Linked DNA regions of Mus musculus: regions 1 and 3 are each linked to region 2. Evidence: chromatin contacts called from public HiChIP or PLAC-seq data. All regions are on one chromosome and are shown on one strand. The core of a region is the stretch at or near the end of the contact, and the rest is flanking DNA. Distances in the headings are between cores, read along the strand shown.

What was found. HiChIP or PLAC-seq counts read pairs in DNA pulled down with a chosen protein or histone mark.
Region 1: an H3K27ac HiChIP or PLAC-seq map of embryonic stem cells shows a contact between it and region 2, with 4 times the contacts expected there. The contact joins two enhancer-like sites. A contact is called at or near these places in 4 of 484 Hi-C or Micro-C datasets (CD4 T cells, bone marrow-derived macrophages, embryonic cerebral cortex and 1 more), 2 of 115 datasets of contacts at active chromatin or transcription factors (the NIH/3T3 cell line and embryonic stem cells) and 1 of 9 other capture datasets (embryonic stem cells).
Region 3: an H3K4me3 HiChIP or PLAC-seq map of embryonic stem cells shows a contact between it and region 2, with 3 times the contacts expected there. The contact joins the promoter of Rc3h1 here to the enhancer-like site in region 2. A contact is called at or near these places in 6 of 39 promoter capture datasets (the 3T3-L1 cell line, cranial neural crest, frontonasal cranial neural crest and 2 more), 1 of 15 datasets of contacts at CTCF or cohesin (the NIH/3T3 cell line), 1 of 484 Hi-C or Micro-C datasets (bone marrow-derived macrophages), 3 of 115 datasets of contacts at active chromatin or transcription factors (astrocytes, embryonic hindbrain and embryonic stem cells) and 1 of 9 other capture datasets (embryonic stem cells).

Annotation. Positions count from the first base shown.
Region 1 is chr1:160,689,341-160,692,278 of GRCm38.p6, reverse strand. All of the region lies in intron 10 of Rabgap1l (RAB GTPase activating protein 1-like), which reads left to right. Among named protein-coding and RNA genes, the nearest start is that of Gm23528, 45 kb to the right of the region's middle. Within about 2 kb of position 1,583, at least 5 of the 459 cell types and tissues checked have an H3K27ac peak or open chromatin away from gene starts, as enhancers often do. A contact at or near this core is called in embryonic stem cells, where this site is marked.
Region 2 is chr1:160,399,239-160,402,347 of GRCm38.p6, reverse strand. The region is part of intron 17 of Rabgap1l (RAB GTPase activating protein 1-like); the gene reads left to right. Among named protein-coding and RNA genes, the nearest start is that of Mir1927, 100 kb to the right of the region's middle. Within about 2 kb of position 1,522, at least 2 of the 459 cell types and tissues checked have an H3K27ac peak or open chromatin away from gene starts, as enhancers often do. A contact at or near this core is called in embryonic stem cells, where this site is marked.
Region 3 is chr1:160,904,821-160,907,920 of GRCm38.p6, reverse strand. Rc3h1 (RING CCCH (C3H) domains 1) reads right to left here and starts at 1,510. Exons shown (of 20, transcript NM_001024952.2): 1 at 1,222-1,510.

The DNA.
Region 1 (2,938 bases), core at 334-2,833, 290 kb before region 2:
GGTTTTTCTGATGGTGGCAACGATGACAACCTGAATGGGCCACTGACTTAGCTTCTAATTGATAGCCCCCTGTGGCATTTGTGGAGATTATGATGTTAGTATTCTGGCTTCTAGTACCTCTGAGGGGTTATGGAGAAGTGGTAATGATGATTATAGTTCAGTCTGTATTAGAAGGCCATAAGAATGGTAGCTCCAGCCTCTAGTGTGCATCCTCAGCTTAATCAGAGTATCATGGTTAGGGTTTTATTGCTGTGAAGAGAATCTATGACCAAGGCAGTCCTAACAAAGACAAACATTTTTTTTTAATTTTTTTAAAAAATTTTTTGTTAGGTATTTAGCTCATTTACATTTCCAATGCTATACCAAAAGTCCCCCATACCCACCCACCCCCACTCCCCTACCCACCCACTCCCCCTTTTTGGCCCTGGCGTTCCCTTGTACTGGGGCATATAAATTTTGCGTGTCCAATGGGCCTCTCTTTCCAGTGATGGCCGACTAGGCCATCTTTTGATACATATGCAGCTAGAGTTAAGAGCTCCGGGGTACTGGTTAGTTCATAATGTTGTTCCACCTATAGGGTTGCAGATCCCTTTAGCTCCTTAGGTACTTTCAAAGACAAACATTTAATTGGGGCTGGCTTACAGTTTCAGAGGTTTAGTCCATTTTCGTCATGATGGAAAGCATGGCAGTGTGCAAGGAGACTTGGTACTGGAGGATCAAGAATTCTATATCTTGATCTGAAGGCAGCCAGGAGACTAGATTTGTCATACTGGGCAGAGCTTCAAAAAAAAAAAAAAAATCTCAAAGCCTTGCCTCCATAGTGACACACTTCCTCTAATAAGGCCACACCTCTTCCAATAAGGACACACGTCCTAATAGTTCCACTCCCTGTGGCCAGGCATTCAAATATATGAATCTCTGTGGGCCAAACCTAGTCAAACCACCACATTTCACTTCCTGCCCACCTCAACCTTGTAGATACTACATAATAGAAAATATATTTAGTCTAACTTCAAAAGTCCCCATAGACTATTACAGTCTCAACAATGTTTAAAAGTCCAAAGTTCAAAGTCTCTTCTGAGATTCATTCAATCTCTTAACTCCCTATAAAATCAAAATCAAAAAACAAATCATAAGATATATGTTACCATTCCAAGATGTCATAGTGAGGAGATACCAGAACAAAGCAAGACCAAAACCAGATGGGCAAACGCCAAACTCTGAATCTCTGTGTCTGATGTCAGAGCATTCTTTATATCTCCACTCTTTTCAGCTGTGTTGATTGCAACACACTTCTTTCTCTTGGGATCGTTCCATTCTCTGTTAGCAGCTTTCCTCGGCAGGTATCCAATGGTTCTGGGCTCTGGCATCTCTTACATCTAGGGGTCTTCAAGGCAACTTCAATATCATTGCTTCATGCAGTGGCCTCTCAAGGCCTCTGTGCAGGGACACCCCGCCACACATCTGGCCTACGTGATTTTTCTTGGTTAGAGAGGGATATTCCATAATCCCTTCTATTCTTGAGTCTAAAGCCAGAGCCACGTGGTTGAAGCTGCCAAGTTCTGTTCCTTGTTGAGGCTGGAACATGGCGTCTTCATTCAGTTACAGCTTTACCAGCTTTCTGTTTTCCATGATTTCCTTCACTGCCTAAGCTTGGGTGTCCTAGAACTTGCTCTGTAGATTATGCTTACCTTGAACTCAGAGATCTGTATGCCTCTGTCTCCTGAATGCTGGAATTAAAGGTGTGCACCAACAAGTCTGTATCTAAGCTTTCTTTAATACCTTTTCACAAGAAGGAAGCTTATCTGGGTAGGATCTTGTCCCCAAGGTTTCCATTTCCTTAATTCTATTTAACATCTTTAATCTGGTTATCTCATTAAACACAGGATTTAGCTCCATTCTATTTCTTGGTGCTGCTTTAATACTTGAATCATACATTTTGCATTTTTTTCCTTTCTCAGCTTGCTATGTTTGATCAAAATGCTCTTCGTAAGAATGTACCACAAGAAACAACAATATGAACTAACCAGTACCCCCAGAGCTCGTGTCTCTAGCTGCATATGTAGCAGAAGATGGCCTAGTCGGCCATCACTGGAAAGAGAGGCCCATTGGACTTGCAAACTTTATATGCCCCAGTACAGGGGAACACCAGGGCCAAGAAGTGGGAGTGGGTGGGTAGGGGAGTGGGGGGGGTATGGGGGACTTTTGGGATAGCATTGGAAATGTAAATGAAGAAAATACCTAATTAAAACAAAACAAAAATAAGAATGTACCACAAGAAAGAGTCTATGTTAGGCTGTTTTGAGATTTCCTTAATCTGATTCTCTTCACTTTTGCTTCAGACAAAGGTAAAGCAGCCACATTCATTCTTCACCAAAATATCATAAGAATGATTTCTAGGCAACATACAAACACTTCCTCTGAAATCTCTTGAGCCAGGCCTCCACAGTTCAAATCACTCTTAGCACCACTGTCTACCATGTTCCTATTAGCATGGCCCTTTAAGTCACACTTAAATCATTCAACTGATTGTCTAATCCATAGTCACAAAGTCCACATTTTTCTAAACAAAAACATGCTTATCACAGTAATACCCCACAGTCTCAAAGTCCATATTCTTTTAAACAAAAAAAGATGGTCAGACCTATCATAGCAACACCCCAGTTCCTAGTACCAACTTCTTTCTATCTTAGTTGGGTTTATTGCTGTGAATAGACTGGGGGATCTGCCAGGATGTGTTTCAGAGCATAGACTATTAGTATAGTCACAAACAAGCACAATACATGTCAGGGCAACTATCATAGCTATCCCCGTCTTTGAGAGGGATATTCTTTTTGGGAGGCTACAGGTAGCCTATGGTGTTACAAGTGGTGAGGCCCTCAGCTCTCATCTTTACCCTACCTCCACCCTTGTTTATAGTCCTTGTCTAACTTACTGT
Region 2 (3,109 bases), core at 273-2,772:
TGGCAGGTCCAGTCCTGTTGGTTTTAGAGTAGCCAGCTCATAGCTTCCTGTTAGAGTAGCAGACTACCTCGTTACCAGAATGTATATATGTGTACACACAGACAGATCACGGAACAGACACGATTGTGAAATTTAATAGAACTTACATGTCCTCAACAACTTTCTAAATGATCGTTACACACTTTCTTACTGCTGGCAAATCATCTAAAGCAATAGTTCTCAGCTTTCCTAACACTGCAACCCTTTAGTACAATTCCTCATGGTGTGGTGACTCCCAACCATAACATTATTTTAATTGCTATTTTATAACTGGAATTATGCCACTGTTAATTTCTATTTTTTATTTTATGTGTATGAGTGTTTTACCTTCATGTATGCCTACATGTGTGCCTGGTGCCTTTGGCGGCCAAAAAGTGTGTCAGATTCCCTGAAACTGGAGTGATAGATGTTTGTGAGCCACTATGTGCATTCTGGGAATTAAACCTCAGTCCTCTGGAAGAGCAGCCAGTGCTTTTAACTCCACAGCCATCTCTCCAGCCCTACATATATTCATTTTTAAATTCATAAATTTAATGTTACCTTGATATTGTAAATACTTTGAGATCATTGCATAATAAAAATAATATACTGTTTGTTTGCTGTGGGAAGCATCAACTTTGTTCCGTTCGTGAATTTTTATGATGTGAATGTGCATGAAAGGAATATTCATTAGGGAACTGAAGAGGTTACATTTTGGTAATATTTATGATCAGAATTTACATGTTCCAGAGATTATTTAACATTAGTCATTTTTCAGTTTCTGAAATAATATCCATCCTCCTGTGTACAAATGGATGAATTTTGGGTTTATCTTTAGATATTAGGTTAGCTGTAAATATTTGGTGCATATCAGAAATGCCTTACAAGCCCAGGCCCTGCCTAGATCAGCTGAAGTAGAATCTAGAGCATTACTAAGACTTTTTTGGGTCATTCTGACAAATAGGTGACTTGCTACTTCTGGTTAATGCTCAATTCTCATCTTGAATTTATGGCATCATTGCCTGGGAAGTTCTTAAAAATGCAAGTAACTATATGGCTCCTGAGAAATATTTTGTTGTTATTGTGGTTGTTCTCTGGTCAAGCATCGGCCTCTGTGTGGTATAAAATTTCCCCAAGTGATTTTAATAAATAGCTATGGCTGAACACCACTGACTTAACGCATAGAGAGCTGAGCCAGAGCCAGAAAACTGGACAGTACAGTCCTAAATTCTACGAACTTAGTAAACCACCTGGCATATTTGAAATTTTCTTTTTTCTTTTTTTTTTCTTTTCTTTTTTCAAAATAGAGCAATTAATGATAGCCTAACAGACAAAAAGTTAGTTTAATATCTTAATTTTTCTAAATCCTAAATTTTGTGATCAATGTGTTTGGGAATACAGCCTTGCATGTATTCAGACAACAACATTCAGGTTTTCTGCCTCACTTGTTATGTTAAAGAGAGGGCAGGGCCTCATGTGTCTGTGCTTGAAGGGAGCCTGCAAGCTTCCAGGAGACTCTTCTGTCTCCACCTCCCACCTCACGTTCTGAAAGAGTACCATGAATGAATACGATGGCACTACCTCCCCACCTTTACATTGGTTTCTAGAATAAAGTCAGCTCCTTGGGCATACACAGCAAGTGCCAAGCCATCTCACGAGGCCCACTGGTAAAAGTGAATGAAGCAATATTTTTATAGTTCCTTACAATAAAGATTTTAGGTTCCCATAGCACAAGTAATTTAGGTCCCTTAACTGAGCTCAAATTATATCACGTGTCTTAGAGGGTTTGTTTTGTTTTGTTTTGTTTTGTTTTGTTTTGTGTTTTGTTTTGTTTTCTTTTGTTTTGTTTGTAGACCAGGCTGCTAGTGGCTGTAGGTGGCAGGAAATCAACAGAGGGTAGAAGTAAAAGTTGAATTGTTCTAAGATGGCAATTAGGAAAGGGAAGGAGGGGAGGGGAGGGGAAGGGAGGGGAGGGGAGGGGAGGGGAGGAGAAGAAAGGAAAAGGAAGAATGAGGGTTGAGAATGTAAGTTGGTAGTAGAGTTGTTGCTTAGCATATGCAAAGTCCTAGGTGAGAGAGAGAGAGAGAGAGAGAGAGAGAGAGAGAGAGAGACAGAGAGAGAGACAGAGAGAGAGACAGAGAGACAAACAGAGAGAGACAGACAGAGAGACAGAGAGGGACAGGTCATCTACTTAGAATCACCTTTCTCAGACTGAACATCTCTATTCCAGGTAGCATCCTGACAACTGGTGTGTGTGTACCCTTAAAGACACAGACAGGTTCCGTCCTCCATAGTTTATAGGGATCTACTTACTGATAGGTAAATGAGTGGCCCACCAATGAAGTCCACTGTGCAGCAGGGAATGGTGCTAATCCCAATTTATCCTGCATCTCTCTTTCTTCTTTAAAAAAAAGTTGTTTTAAATGTTTTATATGCAATATATTGAACACTTTGTTCACTATTCATTTGGGGCGAAATAATAAAAGAATTATAGTAAATGTGAATATGTTATGAAACTAGGGGAAAGGGAGAATAAAATAACCTGCTGTTTGTATATTTTACATCTTATTAGTCATCATTAATAACACAGGGAAGATGTGGCATGAGGGTTTTTAAATAACTCTTCTGAGGGTCTATGAAATCTGTTACAGGAAACAAGTACTTGACTTTCAGTGCTCCAATACTGACCTCTAGTGGTTGCCCATGAAAAATCCCCAGAACCAAATCACCTCTTTTTGCTTATTATCTATCAAATTCCAATTAATCTATCCTAAAAGATTGGGCCTTTAAAGTGTTTAAAGAGAGGAAGAGTAATGCAGTGAATGTTTGGCTAATGTGATGCAGTATTCTTGCTGAAGGACTTATGTTTAAAAGCAACCTCTTTAGTTTTTTTTTTTTTTTTTTTTTTTTTTTTCTCTTCATTTTCTTGAGGACGTGGAGGGCATTACTACACAGACTATAGAAGAGAGAAATTTATCAAAGAAAGGCAGACTAGATTCTGTTCTCTTGTGGCTCCTGTGTATTGTACAAGTCACACCAGAACCGAATGGATTGAAACCATGATTTAATGGAGGGACACTGGTGTCACATC
Region 3 (3,100 bases), core at 261-2,760, 510 kb before region 2:
ACCACAACTGGTTTTTGTTTTTTGAAAACTATCAGTAAAAGTTTCTATTGTCTGGCATTTTGTTGGCTGAATTAGTTTTTTGATACAAGTCTTGTCAAATCAGGATACTCTGCCTCAGCCTCCTGAGTGCTAGGATTCACAGGCAAGCATAACGGCAGGCTAAAAGTATTGGAAATCTTAGAAAGTAGGCTTTAAATATGAAATTTCAAACAGAGAAAAAAGAATCTTCTCCAAATTTTGGGACAAACTGGAAAAAAAATGATTAGAATATGAGACAGACACATGAACTCCTAAGGGAGACAGATGAACCACTTCTCTGTCCTAAGTGCTTCCAGCAGATACCAAAGAGGTTAATGATATCGCCTCTGCTGTACACAATTCAAAATGGCTAGTTAGAAAAGTTCCGCTCAAACCTTAACAATCTGTCTCCGTGCTGCCAATAAGTGGCTTTGTTTCCAGTTTCACGGACTATTCTGGGATGTCAAGAGTTACATTATTGCTGCTTCAAAAAGAGCCCTTGTTTCGGCTAGCTCCCTCGGACCTGGGATGTGAGTACCGTGGTGTTTACAGAGACCTGATGTTTAGAACCTTGTTAGGAAAGGTCCACCCCTTACTACTCCATCCTTTACCAACAACCACATTTTGTGTGTTTTTGTTGTTGTACACTTATAGTCTTTTTGAAAAAGGCACCTGCACATGGTTTCGTCTTGGCCAATAGGGTTTATCTCCAGGAACTCCTGGGAAACCGACACCCTAAAACCCACTTGGCCAAGGGAGGAAGGGGGCTGGGGAGGGAGCAGCCACGCCTGGCAGCTAGGCAGGAGCGGCGGCTGTTTACAGGCGCCTACTCCCTCCCCCACCGCACAGACAGGGGTCCAAACAACATTTCCTGCGAGCAAACTCACCGCCCGCCCGCTGTCCTCCGAGGGACCTCGGAACCAGTCAGCCTCGGACCCCCCCAACCCCCCGCTCCCGCCCCAGCCTCCCCAGCCTTCCCGGCGTCCAGGGCGGCGTCCGCACCGCCCCTCGGCCTACCTACCCCGGCAGGCCCTCCGGGAGGCACGCGGAGGCCTGAGGCCTAAAGGACGCCGGCCACTGACAAGCCCTGGGGCCGGTCCCGAGCGCAGGGCGGGTGAGGACAGCCCCATCCCCGCAGTCGCTGCCTATTGTTCTCGGCCGCGGCCGCCCCGCTCCCCACACTGCCGACCGCCACTTGCTCACCGCTCTGGTCCGAGCAGCAGCTCCTCTCAGCTCCGAGTCCCTGCGGCCGTCGCCACCGTCGCGGCAGCCGCCGCCGCCGCCGCTGCCACCATCGACTCTGACTCTGTCCCAGGCCGCCGGACCACGGCCGTAGCCGCCACCGCCAGCGCCGCCTCCAGCCCCCCACCTGCTGCTGCTGAGGCTGCTCCTGCAGCAGGGGCCATCTTGTTGGTCGGCCTCCCCTTCCTCCTCCGCGTCCTCCGCCGCCCGTCGCTCGTTGTCCTCGTCCCCTTCCTCTTCCTCAGACTCCGGCCCGCCCCGAGACTGGGGCGGAGATGAAGGCGAGGCTCCTCCTCATGGGGCGTGGCCAACGGGGCGGGGCGTGGCTAACGAGGTGGGGCGTGGTCGTCTGAGGGCGGGGCCGGGAGGAAAGCTCTGAGTCACCGGCCCCAACGCCCTGTCGGGAGCGGGCGACGCGCCCCGCCCGTGTCTCGAGCGCTGTCGCGCCCCGAGTGGAGAAACTTGTCCCACCTCCTCCCGGGCCACCCGCCTGGCCTGTGGCCACAGTGCCTTTGGTGCTGGCAGGCAAGAGGCCAGGCGGTTCCCGTAAGCTCACTCCTATGGAGTCTCGCGCTGCCTCTGAGCTTGTCACTTTCTGAGGTCTGGACTCTTCCTCGACTCTAGCATCTTTTTTCTTATATGCTACCTCTCCCCAGCCTCACTCGCGCTTGTGTGTGTGTGTGTGTGTGTGTGTGTGTGTGTGTGTGTGTGTGTGTGTGTGTCTGTGTGTGTGTGTCTGTGTGTGTGTCTGTGTGTGTGTGTCTGTGTCTGTGTGTGTGTGTATGATGGCGTTTCTCTTAAGCTCTGGACTCTTCCTCTTGTATCTGTTTTGCATCCCACCCCTTTCCAGTACCCTGTGTTGTGGGGTGTGTGTGCACACATCTTCGACATAATTCGGTTTAGCCAAATTCTGGAGAACCGAAAGAAACGGAATTCTAATACTATATAGTATTAAATTTATATTCTAATTTTCACATTAAAACTGTCCTCAAGTCAACACCATAAAATGCTCCCCGCTCTCCTTCTGCTTCCTGCTTTGTCTGTGAAAGCAGAGAATTTGTTGTTCTGTCCTTTCTTTTTTTTTTTTTTTTTTTTTTTTTGTTCTGTTTTTGAGACAGGGTCTCTCTATTATATACCCTTGGCTATCCTAGAAATTCTTCTGTAGACCAGGCTGGCTTTGAACTCACAAGAGTTCCATCTGTCTCTGTCTTCCAAGTGAAGGAATTAAAGGCATGGGCCCCATGCCCAGACTGTCCTTTCTTCACTGTAAACTCACCAACATCGATTTAAAACAAACAAACAAATTACTTCCACATCTCACAAGAAACAATTACTGGGTGGCTGTTGGGCTTGTTTGGGCTTTGTTTTGGTTTCTTTTTTTTCCCCGTGGGTGTTTGATTGTTTGTTTGTTGTTGTTTTGGTTTGGCTGGGTTTGTTTTATTCCCGGAACAGAAAATCCTGGAGCCTGGACTGACCTGGAAGTTCTGAACCTCTGCTCCCTGAGAGCTCAGATTATAGGTATGGCCACCTAGCCATACCTGGCCAGGCTTTGGTTCTTGAGACAGGCTCTTGCTTTGAGACCAGGGTGGCCTGGAGCACGTTCACGGGCTCGTCTCTCACCTCATTTTTAATTTTTTTATTTTCTTGGTTTCTCTGTGTAGCTCTGGCTGTCCTGGAATTCACTCTGTAGGCCAGGCTGGTCTTGAACTCAGATTTATCTGCCTGCCTCAGCCTTCCAAGTGCTGGGATTAAAGGCCTGTGTCACCACTGCCTGCCCTGCAAATCCTTCTGCCTCTTAACTTTAGGCTTATAGGTGTAAGACAGCATATCCAGCTCACAC